Linked DNA regions of Mus musculus: region 2 is linked to region 1. Evidence: chromatin contacts called from public ChIA-PET data. All regions are on one chromosome and are shown on one strand. The core of a region is the stretch at or near the end of the contact, and the rest is flanking DNA. Distances in the headings are between cores, read along the strand shown.

Evidence for each region. ChIA-PET counts read pairs in DNA pulled down with a chosen protein or histone mark.
Region 2: an RNA polymerase II ChIA-PET map of memory CD8 T cells shows a contact between it and region 1, with 17 read pairs. The contact joins two enhancer-like sites. A contact is called at or near these places in 6 of 115 datasets of contacts at active chromatin or transcription factors (bone marrow-derived macrophages, effector CD8 T cells, embryonic stem cells and 2 more) and 2 of 9 other capture datasets (adipose tissue and liver).

What each region holds. Positions count from the first base shown.
Region 1 is chr6:97,386,178-97,388,915 of GRCm38.p6, reverse strand. All of the region lies in intron 5 of Frmd4b (FERM domain containing 4B), which reads left to right. Among named protein-coding and RNA genes, the nearest start is that of Frmd4b, 100 kb to the left of the region's middle. Within about 2 kb of position 1,390, at least 15 of the 459 cell types and tissues checked have an H3K27ac peak or open chromatin away from gene starts, as enhancers often do. A contact at or near this core is called in effector CD8 T cells and memory CD8 T cells, where this site is marked.
Region 2 is chr6:97,471,966-97,474,703 of GRCm38.p6, reverse strand. All of the region lies in intron 1 of Frmd4b (FERM domain containing 4B), which reads left to right. Among named protein-coding and RNA genes, the nearest start is that of Frmd4b, 14 kb to the left of the region's middle. Within about 2 kb of position 1,338, at least 44 of the 459 cell types and tissues checked have an H3K27ac peak or open chromatin away from gene starts, as enhancers often do. A contact at or near this core is called in effector CD8 T cells and memory CD8 T cells, where this site is marked.

The DNA.
Region 1 (2,738 bases), core at 141-2,640:
ATAGATACAGATATATGATTTTGCTTCCTTTTGACATAGAATCTCACTATATAGCCCTGGCTGGCCTGGAATTTGTTATGTAAACCAGGCTGGCCTTTAATTCACAGAGATCTATTTGCCTCTGCTGGGATTAAAGGTGTACACTACCACTCTCAGCACTAAAATTATTCTTTAAAAAGATTAATAATAGTTTTTGTAGAAAGAAGAATTTCACTGCCAGTCTAATTTTTAAAATCAAATGCCCATAGATTTCCTCTAATATTTTAGGCGTTAAATAAAGATCAGTTGTCTCCTTATAGAAAGCTAGCATGGGCTTAGGATAAGTAGATCTGTTGATTGAGTGCTGAGCTGGTGTACACTGGGCCCGAGACACTGCACTGCACTGCACAAACCAGGCTTGGGAGCACAGGAATGTAACTGTACACTAGAGAGGTAGAGGCAGGAGAATTGGAAGCTCAAGGTCCTGCTCAGCTATGCAATCAGTTTGAGATTAATTTGTGATTCCAGATACCCTATCACAAAACAAAAGGAAATTAGAGCTAGTGTTTGTTTATTTAAGACAAGGTCTGATTATGTAGCCCAGGCTGGCCTCCAATTTATAATCCTGCCTCAGCCTCCTGCATGGTAGGATTACAAGCGTGTGCCAGCACAGCCAGCAGAAAGCAAGTTCTTTCTACGTTTTTAAGGTTTTTTTTTTTTTAATTTTATGTGCATTGATGTTTTGCCTGTATGCATGTCTGCGTGAGGGTGTTGGATCCTGGAGTTACAGACAGTTGTAAGCTTCCATGTGGGTGCTGGGAATTGAACCCACATCCTCTAGAAGAGCAGTCAGAGCTCTTAACCACTGGGCATCTCTCCAGCATTGGAAAGCAGGTTCTTTAGGCTTCAGTTTTGAAGTGCCCGTGCGCAAACCAAACTCAGCCATGGCTGGACCCGAGAACATGTAAAAGCGTGTTCAACCAGCAGGATCCTCTTGAAGCCTGTGGTGGGCTGTATTGGTGTATGGCTGTTTATCTCTAGAGATGCTCAGTGGGTTTCTTAATGTTTCTTCTGACATTTTAAATTCCAATTAAACATCAAGAAAAATGAAACCGGTTTCCTTTGGAAAAGAAGAAGAAAAAGAAAGAAAATCTACCCTAGCAGTCTTTTTGACACATCCCCACTTCCTGTATGGCTATATTAAACACTGCCCATGATGGGATGTTTCTGTTTGCTAGCTCTCATCTGCAGGTGCAGTTTGCAGTGTGAGAAAACACATTGCAAACCTTAGTATGTTTTGACCGTAACCTTTGATCGTAACCTCTTTTCTGAGGCGAGGTTTCAGTGTGAGGGCTACTTTGGGCCTGGGCTAGCTCTGTGGTTTAAAATGGTGCCTAACCTCTTCCACAGAGAGCTCTCTCAGGACAGCGTGGGTGAGGTTAGGGTGTCAGTTCTCATCACACGACCTGTGAATACCTCTGTCATGTTTATGCCAAATACTCATTATTACTTAAACAGGGGGTGGGAGCAGGGAGCGGCAATGCATGACTTCAATTCCTGCACTAGGGAGGCAGAGGCTGGCAGAGCTCTGTGAGTTTCAAGGCCAAATTGGTCCACACAGAGCTATGTAGTGAGACCCTACCCAACCCCCACACTAAAAAGAAGAATTTTTTTATGTGTGTTTTTATGATGTGTATGTGTATGCGTTCATGTGTGAAGACACACTTGAATATCAATCTTTATCCTCCATCCTGTTGGAGGTGAGGTCTCATGTGTTTTGAGACTGGAGTGTTGGTGCCTGGTCTGTTGGCCCTGGGGTTTCTGATCTTGCAGAGGTCCTCCTAGTAACCACATGGTGGCTCACAACCATCTGTACTAGGATCCATGTCCTTTGTGGTGTGTCTGAAGACAGCCACAGGGTACTCCTATACATAAAATGAATAAGTCTAGGGAATTCTACTGTCTGTCTCACTTCTCACCATAGGAGCATTGCAATTACAGACACTCATCATCATGTCTGGTTTACCCACGTGTTCTATGTTCATCGTGTTTTCACAGCAAGTTCTTTCAGCTACGGAAGCATCTCCCTGGCTCCCCAAATGCTCATTATTAATGAGTAGACTCGTGGACCCTTGCCCCTCTCCATCCATGGACTCAGAATGTGGAAGGAGTGAAAATTCAGTCCCCATAAATAAGACTTTCAGTGGACTGTTTGCACACATAACTAGAAAAGCCCCTGGGATTTTGGTTGTGTTCAACCTGCAGAATGAATAATGTGTTAAAATTGCCTTTAAGAAAATGTGAATTCCAGAGCAGACACAGGAGTTTAGGAATAACCTTTTTCAATTCTGTTCCTCATTTTGACTTGATGGGGTTGTGTTGAGATTTCATGTTAAGAATGCACAAAATCAGGCTGGAGAGATGGCTCAGTGATTAAGAGCACTGACTGATCTTGCAGAGGTCCTCCTAGTAACCACATGGTGGCTCACAACCATCTGTACTAGGATCCATGTCCTTTGTGGTGTGTCTGAAGACAGCCACAGGGTACTCCTATACATAAAATGAATAAGTCCTTTTAAAAGGCACAAAATCCTTAGAATGGATATAGTAGCCCAGACCTTTAATCTAAGCACTTGGGAAGTCAAGGTACTAAGTAGAAGGGTAAACACGGGTTTGAGCAGGGCTGAGCCAGAGTTACAGAGAGAGTTCAAGTCAGTTTGGGATAAACTGAGATGTTGACTTAAAAGACAACAAATAAG
Region 2 (2,738 bases), core at 89-2,588, 86 kb before region 1:
ATTATCTAAGTGAGAGCAGGCCCTTTACTTAAAAAGGAAAGCTAGAGAGATGGCTCATGCTTGAGCACAAGCTGTATAAACCTGGTGACCTGAGTTTGGTCCTTGGAACCCACATAGCATAGGAAGGAGACAGCAGGATCCCCGGCTGTTTTAGAATGTTCACCCAGTGTGATGGGAAGCCATTGAAAGTGTAGACTATGGGGGTTGATGAGGTGGCTTAGTCAGTGAAGTGTTCACCTTGAAGGCACAAGCGGAGGCTCCAGCACCTGAGTTGGGGCTCCAGAACCTACATTGAAACAAAATAGCAACAGCAGCAGCAAGGCAGGCATAGAGTATAATCCCAGAACTGGGGAGGTAGACACAAGCATATCACTGATGCTCATTGGCCAGCCAGCCTAGCCTACTTAGCAAGTCCAGGCCAATGAGAGACCCTGTCTTAGCACAACAACATGGGCAGTATCTGGGAATAACAGCTGGCCATGTTTTCTGCCTTCCACATGTGTATTCAGATATGCATGCACACATACACACACAGTGTAGAAATTACATTTTCCTTAATTCAGCAAATATTTACCAAGAACCCACTACACCTCAACTGGAGTCTAAACTGTGGACACACAGTGAGGAAAAGTGCCTGCCCTCACAGAGCTTGCTTTCTAGTTGGTTTGCCTTTTCTGATAAAATTTGGGTGTATTTTGAGCTGCTTGCACTCTTTCACTGACTTTTTATCTTAAACTTGCTACCCACATTGTAGCGCCTGGTCTCTTCCCCTACACCCGCTCCCCTGTAGAAGATGGCAGCCACATCCTCCCAGCGGAACTTTCTCTTCCACAGTCCCACCACATACCTACCTGGCTCCGCCTTCACAGTGAACATCAATTTTCTCCACCTTCAACCCCACTGCTCTGTGCCAGCTTCCCTTCTCACCCCTTCCTGTCTCAGCTGGACCTGTGCAGCACCTTCCTGATGGGTCTCTCCTGGCAGTCTCTCCCTATAGCCTGTTCCCAACCTTGCCACCAGAGAGGCCATTTCAGAGTAGTTCAGAACAAGCCACTGTCCTGCCCAGCCGTCATCCCAGCCACGTTGGGACACTAAGAAATAGTTTTACCTTTATTATCCCACAAGGACTCCTATGATGAGTACCTCCATGGTGGTCTTCCCAACTCCACCCAAGGCCCAGCCAACACACCCACCTCTGAGTCTTATCCCTAATGCTGTCCCATCTGCCTCTCAGTGATACTGTCTTGCCATCCCCAGTACAACGTCCAAGCCTTCACTCTGTGTAGTGTTCTCTTCCTACAACCTCAATCCCCCCATCTCACCCCCCTACAGCAGTGCACAATGCTCTTCTGCCTTCATTTCCTGCAGGGTTATCTTTAGATGTCCTCTACCCAGAATACAACCCGTTGCTATTGACATTCTCATACCCACAATATTTTTCTCCATGACTGTTAGCATCTCTGTCTTTATGAGTCTACAGATGTGCTCATTTGTACCTTCCAGGCTGGACACTAGTGGGAGGGAGGGAGGGACTACAACCTTGCTGTCCTCTGGAACAGTGCTCACTCCTGGTGTGAGCTCCAGGAAGTAATTGTCTGATAAGCCTGTGGGTGTGCTTGCTGAACACATTGGTGGCTCTGGGGTGGAGCAGGTAGGAGGTGTTTGTGATGAACAGCTCCAGCAGAGTTCCTGCAGCTCTGTCTGGTGGAGGGGGCGTTGCTTGTATTTTGGAAAACTATGGAAGGCTCATTCTGGAAAAATGCCTTCTGGATTGATATTTGCATGTGTGTGTAAACTCTTTCCTTATTGAAAACAATGAGTCAGCGCAAAGTGCTACAGAGTACACTTGTGTGGCTCGTCTGAGGATCATCTCATGAGAGGTATGTGTTAGGGACAGAGTGGACAGGAAAGCAGACACACCCAGGGGCCGTTTTGAAACTTACCCATGACCAGAAGCCTCTGTGCCCACCCCAAGGTGAGAGGCTGGCACCCCTGCAGCCCTCACTGCATGCCAAGTGATTGCCATTTCCTGCCAGGGCCTGTGGTTGGGCTCTGGAAGGTATCCTGCTTTTCCTGGCAGATGTTGACAGCTCCATTCACTTTCTTTCTTGATGCCTTTTACCATTTGCCAGGCATTGCTTATCCATCAGCCCCTCTTCTCCCCATTCTTATCCACTAAAGTTTAAGGTAGTAGGACCTGTTTTTGTTTGATTTTCTTGGGTTTCTTAGGAGTAAAAAGCAAAAGTGTGTCTCCCTCTTTCCCTATTTCTCTGTCCCTGTGTGTCTCTCTGTGTCTCAGTCTCTCTCCCACTCCCAACCCTTTCATTCCCGGTCTTTCTTAGTGTTTAACTTAAAACGTGCTTTGCCTTCCTCTTGGCTGTGTGCAGGTGTTTTCTAATTCTGCAAACACAGAGAGTATAAAGAGACTCCAACCCCAGAAGTTACTGTTAAATCATCAACCTCAAATAATCACAGAATCATAATCTCAGGAAAAAATAAAGTGTTAGGTGTTTTGCAAATATTTACTAAAGAGAGGAATACTTTATTTTTAATAAATAAGCTAATTCCAGTGCTCTCTGGATTCTTAGCCTTGACCTCCTGTGATATTCATGGGCACTTTCTCCTGTAGGGTTTGTATATATTAAACTTTCAAGGCAACGATGTCAAAAATAGGTCCAGCCAAGCTCATAAGAGTTGGCTGTTAAATTCTTTTTGGAAATATATATATATATATGAAG